Linked DNA regions of Triticum aestivum: region 1 is linked to region 2. Evidence: chromatin contacts called from public Hi-C data. All regions are on one chromosome and are shown on one strand. Each heading gives the region's core, a stretch centred on a gene start, on an enhancer-like site or on the middle of the called end of the contact. The rest is flanking DNA. Distances are from core to core; before and after follow the strand shown. Region 1 holds the start of LOC123164941 (flavone O-methyltransferase 1-like). Region 2 holds the start of LOC123166542 (RNA-binding KH domain-containing protein RCF3-like).

Region 1 (5,284 bases), core at 378-2,877, 220 kb before region 2:
CCCTCTCGTACCTCTCCCTGCCGCCGGGGTTGTGCGCGAGCATGATCATGTCGACGTGGAATACCCCCTGCGCCTTGGGCGTGGCCTCCGGGTTCACCGGCAGGATGCACTCCACGAGCACCACCTTGCCGTGCGCCGGCAGCGCGTCGTAGCAGTTCTTGAGCAGCGTCGCGCAGTGCTCGTCGCTCCAGTCGTGGAGGATCCACTTCATGAGGATGGCGTCGCCCGAGGGCACCTTCTGGAACATGTCGCCGCCGACGTGGGTGACGCCCGGGAACGGTGGCGCCTCGGAGATGACGTGGGGGAGGTCGAAGTTGATGCCCTTGATGGCCGGGTAGGCGGCGACGATGGCGCCCACGGTGGCGCCCACGCCGCCGCCCACGTCGACGATGGTGCCGAGGCCCTCGAAGCCCTTGTAGACCTCGAGGAGCTTCTTGGTGATGATGATGGAGTGGTTCTTCATCCCCTCGTTGAAGACGCGGTTGAAGCGCGGGTCCGTGCCGTGGTACTCGAACGCCGACATCCCGTACGCCTTGTTGAACGGGATGCCGCCGTCAAGGACCGCGTCCTTCAGGTAGTACCTGGAAATAGCATTCACATACACATTTTATTCCAACAACTCGTTCCCACATCTTTTGAAACAGAGACAAAAGGGTTGCTGTATCACCGGCTTAAAAGTCCTCTAGTTTTGTTTTTAACATGAAAAGTCATCTTTTTTAAACAAGAAAAGTCCTCTAGTTAATGGGCTGCGAACCCAAAATTCGTCCTTTGGTTGTTGACTATTATTACTGCGAGAAATCTCAGGCAAGAAAAGTCACCACCATGCGGTTCGGTTCTGCTTGTCTGCTTCTGAAGCTGACTGCCGTATCTGATACGTAATCTTTCGGTTTCTAGATGAACTCTTCGGGGTTCTCTAGCTCGTGCTAACTTTAGTACTACTACAACTACTATTTATTACATGCTGCTGGAGCTCAATTTGTTAAAGAGAGAGTTTTTTTTATGAGAGAGAGATGTTAAAGAGAGAGTTATGCTGCCGGCTGGGCACTCCCGCATGATAGCCGGCCGCAGCAAATGGGCAAAGTATGGAAGAAACAGGGGATGCTGGAGTGATCGATCTAGCTCACCAGCTCTCCATGAGGACCTTGTCCTGGTTCATGAGCGCGAGCGCCGCCATGGAGACGCCGTCTTCGTTGGGGGTGAGGAACTTGCACACGGGCGCGGCGCCGTACCGCCGGGACAGCCGGCCGTCCTTGCCCTCCTCCATCGTGCACGACACCACGTTGTACGAGGCCAGCAGCCGGAGCATGCGGTCCACCATGTCCGCCGCGGCGGGATTCGCCGTGGACGGGAGCTTGGCTGCCACCTCGGCGGGCGTCAGCAGCTTGCCGCCGGCGGCCACCAGGGTCTCCAGGAGACCCAGCTCGATGGCGTTCTTGAGCGTCATCGGGAGGATCGACGACGAGACGAGCTGGAGAGCATACATGCACGCCTCCTCGTCGGCGGAGGCGGCCATGTCGGCTGCGGTGGAGCCCATGTTTGCCTCTGACTCTGCCTCTCCGGAGCCGAGCTACTGCTGGTGGTTGTTTTTGGTGTGAGCGGGCGACTGAGCGATGAGGAATGCTTTGGAGGGAGGATGGGAAAAGGGTTATATGGGGCTGTCTGCCTTTACCAACCACTACACCAATTGGCTTTCTGGCCTCACCAACCACCGCACCACACCAAATGGTTTTCTTCTTTGTCTTCAGGAAAAGGAAGGGAGAAATATGGCACACCAGAAAGTTACACTCCCTCCATCCTAATACATAGGGTCTAATTGTTTTTCAAGGTTGTCTTTGATCATTGATGAGATTAAAAATACATGAGAGGTATGATATAACAATTAGATCATTATAAACTCTTTTCGTATACGAATTTAACGGTAATGCTATATGTAACATGTATGCCACATATTGTTGCTCTAACCCGTGGTTAAAAGCAATCTCGAAAAATGCATTAGACCTTAGGGTATCTCTAACGGTAACACACAAATTTCCACATCCGTCCGCGGACATGAATGCGGGAGGCCGCCATCCAAGTATATCCTATATATGTCCGTCAGTAAATTCAAATTCCAATGTACTCTGATCCACACAGCGCGCCGGATCACACCAACGTCGGATCGCATGCACGATCAGAACCCAAAAGAGGTAAATATGTTTAGTTTTTACATGGCCAAATCCAAAAGAATATCAGTCTGGTAGTCCATGCATTTCTGCCCTGCCGGATCAACAATCCCAGCCAGCTGCTCCCCGATCATGGAGGTGCGCCGTCGCGTAGGCCGCCTCCGCCTCCACCGCGTCCTCATAGTCCGCCGCCGCAAACTCATCTTTCTGTCGATGTAACATCTGGTAGCGGACGGATTGCACGATCATTCTTGCATCGGCATCCAAAGAGTCGACATTCAAGGTTAGCATCTTGGCGTCCTCCGCATTAGCGGCGATCTTCACCCTCTTTTCCTCGAGCGCGTCCTTCCTCTCCTTGATTATGGTCCTCCTCTCTTCGAGCTTGAGCTTCTTGTCTGTCGCCTCCATCAACAGTTTGAACCTCTCCGCCTTCTTCTCCTTCTTGATGTTCGAGCGCCTCACCCATGCCTCCACCTTCTTCGCCAAGATGTCCTTGAACCTCTCCGTCAGCTTGGCCACCGCACCTTCTCGCTTCGCCCTCTCCTCCTCCCACTTCTTCCCCCATAAATTTGTTCTAACCTTCTTCGGCAGTTCTTGGGTTGGGTCGGTAGGGTCAGCGGTTTCTTCCTCGTTGGCTTGGGCAGCGGTCTTGACAATGAAAAGGTTCCACTTCGGTTGCCCATTCAATTTCAACCAACAATGCATGACAATGAAGAACTTCTTCTCCAACTTCTTGTACAGCACACAAGCATGAGTAGGCTACAAAGTGAAACAATGCCGACAATGCATATCCGTCTAGCCAGCAACAAAACAATACATGCCCGACTAGTGATCAAGAAAATTAAAGCATATCCGGGTAGTGATCAACTTACTTGCTCGGTGATTTGTGCACCGCTAGGCCACCGTGCGATGAGATGCTTCAAGTGCCCGCAATACTTGGACACAGCCTCTTGGATGGTGTACCATCGATGGTTGAGGGACTTCCATTCATGGTTGTGGATGGCCACGTCGGAGTAGGGCGTGCTACTTGTAAACTGCGTTGGGATTTTCCTCGAAGAGGAGGTGAGATTCAGTATGCTACTTGTGGCTGCATTGGAATTTTTGGAGAAGAGGAGAGGAGATGTAGCATAGTAGATATAAGTATTTCTCTCAATGAAAACCAAAGTATCAATCCAGTAGGAGAATCACACAAAGGCTCATGAACAACACTTACACACACGAAATCAAATACTTGCACCCAACGCGGGCAAGAGGGTTGTCAATCGCCTTGAACGCGTTACTTCCAAGGATTAATTCTGATAGTGATAGATAGAAAAGTAAATTGCAAAACAAAATAAAGGAAATAAAATTGCAGCAAGGTATTTTTGGATTTTTATATATGATAAAAGTAGACCCGGGAGCCATAGTTTTTACTAGAGGCTTCTCTCTCGAGCACATAGCGCGGTGGGTGAACAAATTATTGTTGTGCAATTGATAGAAAGTGCATAGTTATAACGATATTCAAGGCAATGATCATGTATATAGGCATCACATCCAAGACAAGTAGACCGACTCCTGCTTGCATATACTACTATTACTCCACCAATCGACCGCTATCCAGCATGGATCTATGGTATTGAGTTCATGAAAAACAGAGTAACGCCTTAAGCAAGATAGTATGATGTAGACAAAGTAAACCCAATCAATATGAATAAACCTCGTCATTTTACCCTTAATGACAATAATACAAATACGTTTCTTGTCCCCTACCATCACTGGGGTATAGAGCACCGCAAGATTGAACCCATTACAAAGCACCTCTCCCACTGAAGATAAATCAATCTAGTTGGCCAAACCAAACGGATAGATCCGAGAGAAATACAAATCCGTAAAAATCATGCAAATAAAGTTCAGAAAAGACTTCATTACTTATTATAAATATTCAGCTCATAAACCCATAATTCATCGGATCCCAATAAACACACCGCAAAAGAAGATCACATCGGATAGAACTCCAAGAACATCGAGGAGAACATTGTATTGAAGATCAAAGAGAGAGAAGAAGCCATCTAGCTACTAGTTATGGACCCATAGGTCTGTGGTGAACTACTCACGCATCATCGGAAGGCAGCAAGAATGATGTAGAAGCCATCGATTCCCCCTCCGGCAGAGTACCGAAAAAGACCTCCAGATGGGATCACGGAAGAACAGAAACTTGCGACGGCGGAAAAAGTGTTTCGGGTGGCTCTCGGGTGGTTTCCCAATATTTTAGAATTTATAAAGCAAAATTAGGTCAGACGGAGCCATGAGGGGCCCACAAGGTAACAGGGCGCCCCCAGGGCGTGCCCTGTTGCCTTGTCATCTCCTCATTTGCCGTCTAGTCTCCTCCCGAAGCTTCTAGGGTATCTCTTGTCTAGAAAAAAAATCGTCAAAAAATTTCGTAGCGTTTGGACTCCGTTTGGTACAGATTTTCTGAAAAACCAAAAACAAGTAGAAAACAGCAACTGGCACTAGGTACTGGGTTAATAGGTTAGTCCCAAAAAATGATATAAAATAGCACAAAAATTCATATAAATATCCAAGATTGATAATGTAATAGCATGGAACAATCAAAAAGTATAGATACGTTGGAGACGTATCACAGTACAGTAGAGATAAGTATTTCCCTCAGTGAGAACCAAGGTTATCAAACCAATAGAAGAACCACACAAATTCCCGTCTTTAGTACCTACACACATAAAACCAAATACTTGCACCCAACACGAGTAAGAGGATTGTCAATCCCCTTGAACTCGTTACTTGCAAGGATTAATTCTGATAGTGGTAGAAAGATAAATAAATTGCAAAACAAAAAAGGTAAATAAATTGCAGTAAGGTATTTTTGGTTTTTATAATATGTAAAAGTAGACCTGAGGGCCATAGTTTTAACTAGAGGCTTCTCTCTCGAACACTTAGCATACAGCGGGTACACAAACTACTGTTGGGCAATTGATAGAAAAACGCATAGTTATGACGCTATTCATAGCAATGATCACACATATAGGCATCACGTCTGTAACAAGTAGACTGACTCCTGCCTGCATTTACTACTATTACTACACCAATCGATCGCTATCCAGCATGCATCTATGGTATTAAGTTCA
Region 2 (4,939 bases), core at 655-3,154:
TATATTATTTTTTGAAATTTTTGAACTTTTTTGGATTTTTTTTATTTTTACATGTTTTAATCTATAAAAATTCGGACCGTGCTTTTCATGGAAACGAGCAAACGTGCGAGATAATTAAGACGACAAATGTCAAACCTAATGATTGGTGGCCCACATGCATGCGCATGAGAGCCAACTCGCTAAGTAGCACTTAAGGCGTTGAAGTGGGGCTCCCTCAGATCCATCAGAGACCCGCATCGCCCCAAGCTCCATTGCAGGCCTCTCAAAATGGCCCCTACATCAATACCTTCTCGGGCCCTATCGCCGCGAGCTCCTCGGACTCTGCATGCTCCTGGGCTTCTGGCGCGACCTTGCTGCTTGGGGTGGTATGGGCCTTCTTGGGAAATCTAAAGACATTCAAGACGTGCTTCGTTCAGTCCGAGAGAAAAACTTCTTCAACAAAAGGAAAGACAAAGATAAATTTCAACTTACGACGCCTTTGGCATCGAGAACCGCCACTGCCTAGGGCAGACCTCAACTTCTGAATTCGTCATCGCAGATGCCTTCTTCCTCGTGGAGCCCCCTGCCCAGGGTCACCGCCTCCAGATCCTGGCATCCCGTCGCGTGACCGGCGGGAAGGGCGCAACGACGACGATGAATAAGATAGGACATTGAAGGGGATGCGCTCGGAGCCGTCTTTCCACTTCCTCTCCAAAGATCATCGTCGGTGTCGCAGCCCCCGGGTTCACCACCATAGGACTCTAGAGCGTGATCCCGCAGTTAGGCCCTTGTGGCCCCTGTTGAAAAGGCACCTTCCTCCTTAAGTGATTTTGGTGTAGATAACAACGCAATTTGCGATTTAATTGTGTGCCAACCTAAGGAGCCAAGGGGAATGCTCGAGGTTCGCCCCGATTAGCTAGAGCCAAGTTGAGGACAATTGCTCGCAAGGTGAATTAGCGTGTGAGATGTCTTGTGAAGGGACTTGGACTAAGTAAGTGGTCGTGATTGTGAGTCATATTAACCATGTGCTGCAGTTAGATTTATACACTGCGAGTCAGCTTGTGTGAATAGCATAATAACACATAGAAGTTTAAGGAAAGGGTTTTTTTAGTTAACCATGACTTGCTTCTGTTTGATTTTCTCAGATATATTCCTTGTTTTCTTTACATTTCTTACGAGCATAAAAGTGTTGTCTTTGTCGCCGTTGAAGAGACATGCATTGTCACTGGGAGCTTAATTGATTTGATGCCAACATTTTGTATTACCAATATTTGGCAATCTTGACATTCTTTTCAGGTCAGGAAGAAAATTGTTAACCAATCACTAGCCAACATTGTCAACCTTTTTGCATCGATTTGCTCTTATTCAATATGCCATTACCTCTCGTGATTAGTTAGAAGCATCTCATTTATTAATCAGAGACACACACACTATAATCTCTCGCAAGATGATAGACTTTGAAGCGACGATAGTGCCAGAGCAAGGGGTAAAGGCAATGACAGTCTGAGGGTTAAGAGGGGGCAAGCGAAAGATATTGCTTTGTCTTTTCGCAGGGAAAGAATATGAGTAAGGAGACATGATGATTTTCAAGCATTAAAGAAGTAGGAGAGAATCAATGTTATTGCCATACAAATTGGAAACACATGTCATCATAAATAACATATAACACACATTTGGATGATTTATATTTTTTTTACTCCATAGCAACACATGACAATTTAGGTAGTTAGTCGTAATAACACAAACTACCATCAATATTGAAAATGTAAGCCACGGTCCACATCCTGTAAAACTTTTCATTTAGTGATCTACTATATGCTATACTAAGTTGATTGTTGAATAGATTAAAGTTTTTTAAATAAAATAAAAATAGCACTAAATTTATATAGTATAGTGAGCTTGCGTGGGGAATCCGGATGTCTGGATCCGACCGCGCACCGCTCCCATCCTCTGCCTGACTGCCTCCCATGGCGCGTTCCCTGTCAGCCAACCCCCCTCCCGTTCCCCAACCTCTCTAAACCCTAAATCCGAATCGCATCGCATCGCGTCGATCCAACGGGATTCAAATCAAATCGAACGAGAACAGAAAAACGAACGCGAAGCTCCGGAATCCCAGCAATGGATCGCTCCCGCTCGAAGCGCGGGTACCACTACGACCAGGACTCGCCGCCGCCCCGCTCCAAGCCCCGCTTCGACCGCCGCGGCGGGGGCGGCGGCCCGAACACTAACTCCAACTACCACCGCCGCGGCCCCCCCGGAGGCGGCGGCGGCGGCGGCGGCGGCGCTCCCGACCGCCGCGGCGGCTTCCTCCCCCCTGACGCCGCACCGCCCCCTCTCCCTCCCCCGCCGCCGCCCGCTTCCTCCGCGGCGGCGGGGGGCGGGGGTCCCGGCCAGACCACCTCCTTCCGCATCCTGTGCCCCGAGTCCAAGACCTACGGCTTCCCCGCCAGCTTCATTAACAACGCCCAGGATGACAGCGGCGCGATCATCACTATCCACCCGCCCTTCCCCGGGGACCCTGTCCGCGTCATTGAGACGGCTGACGGCGTCCCACGCGAGGCGGATGGCCGCCCGCCGATGTTCTCGCCGGCGCAGGAGGCGCTCCTCATGGTGCACCGGCGGATCCTGGAGACGCAGCCTGACGACGGGGATGAGGACGGCGAGTACGGGCCCAGGGGCAAGGACGCCCGGGACCGGGGTAAGGTGACCACCCGGCTCATCGTGCCACGGCAGCATGTGGGGTGCCTGCTTGGCAAGGGTGGCAAGATCATCGAGCAGATGAGGTCCGAGACCAAGACGCACATCAGGATCCTGCCTCGCGAGCAGAACATGCCTCGATGTGTATCGTTGTCGGAGGAGGTTGTGCAGGTATGGTGCCTGCTACAATGTTGTAAAATATTTCAATTCTTCTTCTGATAAGAGAGCATTGACAGTTGGTGTTTTGATTGGATATAGCATTGTTTGAAACTATTAGCTGAACTAAAAAAATGAAACAAATGTGGGTTAACAATTATGTTAAGTGTTGGAGAAGACTTGGACCGAAGACAAATCAAACATATGAATGTTCAACTACTTAAGTTAGTGGGTAATGCCTCATGCTGTGTACCTTGAGATTTGGTTTCCATGATGACATTTTTATGTGGCTCGTAGTGCCATGGTTGCCCTTCCATTGAAAAGTATTGGTTCTATGTGAGGAGGCGTGGGAAGTAAGCCAGTGCACAAATTTCTGCATCCATGTTTTCAAGGACTTGAGGCTGAAGAGATATCAATCAAGATTCTGACCCTGCAAAAATTTTAAAAAAAAAATCAAGATTCAGTTTCATAGTTGGTCGAGTGCTATTCAGATTGTAGATAAGTTGTGAATGTCTTTCTCCATGGGCATTGCCGTATTGTATCACTCAGGAGAAAACCATCATGTGGGGAGATAAAACAAGGAGAAAATTGTGTGCAATCATGTTATTCTGCTACGAGCCATTCTCATCCACCTTCCTGCGTGTTTATTCCTTCTCCCGAGTTAGTTAAGATATCTCAAGTTGGTTTGCTTCTATGTACAGTGACATTGCAGTGGTATGGAGATAAACACTGGCTTAGTACAGGGGAAAAGTGAATTCGTTCATTTCCTAAACAAGCCTGAATATTCCTCTTGAGCAAGCAATATAAGAAGCACAATACCAAACACTAATCAAACAAATGAGTTTTCAACTGCTCTCATAAGTTAGTGGGTGAATGTGTCATCTGCTATGTACCTCGAAATTAGGTTTTCATAGTGACCTTTGACCTTTTTGTTTATAGCTCTCACAATTCCATTGACTGACCACCCATTCCCAAGACGTGTCCTGCTCAAGAATTGTTGTCGGCTGGTAGCTATGTATTCATTCTGGATCCTTTTGTGGTTATTAAACTTCTAATGCTGGCTTAAACATGACACATCCACCCACTAACTGTTCCAGGTAGTCACTGGCTGAAGATTTATCTTCCTTGAAATAGGTTTGAATCCTCACACGTCAAATTTAAATAAGTGACTCTAGTCTGCTGGTTGCTTGGTGGAGAACTATATGGACATCATATGTTTCTTAATGCCACTGACTTATTGTCTTCTCCAAAGCAGAAGCGGCCCAATTCTGCCCTTCTTCGTAGAGTAGGATCCTTTCTCCCTGTGGCGGGGGCTGTGTCCCGTGCACTTGTGTAGATGGCATCTAGGCCAGGGTTGTTTCGTGGCGTCGGTTGTAATGCCTGTCTTGCTACCGTTGGTTGTGGTCTTGTCTTGAGTAGCCATGTGTTTGGCCTAGTTTTAGGCTTGTACAGTTCAACTCTTATCAATCTATCAATGCATTGAGGCGCAACCTTTGTATTTTCTCGCGAGGAAAACATCATATTGAGATTATGATTGTAATTTTAGATGCATGGCAGGTTGAATTACTTTTTTGGTTCCCGATCTTTGTTTTCACCGTAAGCTGTCATTGCCATGTGTATTATTCTCATGATATGTTGTTACAGGTTGTTGGAGAAGGAAATTGTGTTAAAAAGGCTGTAGCGATCATCTCTGACCGTTTAAAGGAAAGCTTACACCGTGATCGTGGTCCCTTTCTTCGTGGACGAAATTCACCCGAACATCGTATTTCTCAGGCTGATGAATACCTGGGTGGTGGTCAGCAGATGCCTGCATTTGAAGAACCTTATCCCCGATTTGATCAAATTAGAAATAATGGTAGCATGGAGCCACCAGGATATGAGTTTGATTCAAATGGTAGCAAGTTCAATGAACATCCAGAGATTCCATTCGATGAAATCATATTTCGAATCCTTTGCCCGAATGACAAGGCTAGCAGTTTGGTTGGATCACGAGATGGAATAATAGATATGTTACAGGCTGAAGTTGGTGTTGATGTTAGGCTTACTGATCTTATTGCTGGATCTGACGAAAGGACTCTAATCGTTACATCGAGAGAGGTAAATGCAC

Evidence for each region. Hi-C and Micro-C count contacts between places; a contact is called where the count stands out from the background.
Region 1: a Hi-C map of leaf shows a contact between it and region 2, with 4 times the contacts expected there. The contact joins the promoter of LOC123164941 here to the promoter of LOC123166542 in region 2. A contact is called at or near these places in 3 of 5 Hi-C or Micro-C datasets (all in leaf).

What each region holds. Positions count from the first base shown.
Region 1 is chr7D:439,188,386-439,193,669 of IWGSC CS RefSeq v2.1, reverse strand. LOC123164941 (flavone O-methyltransferase 1-like) reads right to left here and starts at 1,627. Exons shown (of 2, transcript XM_044582561.1): 1 at 1,125-1,627; 2 at 1-581. The coding sequence starts at 1,534.
Region 2 is chr7D:438,972,828-438,977,766 of IWGSC CS RefSeq v2.1, reverse strand. LOC123166542 (RNA-binding KH domain-containing protein RCF3-like) reads left to right here and starts at 1,904. Exons shown (of 8, transcript NM_001426797.1): 1 at 1,904-2,847; 2 at 4,477-4,929. The coding sequence starts at 2,098.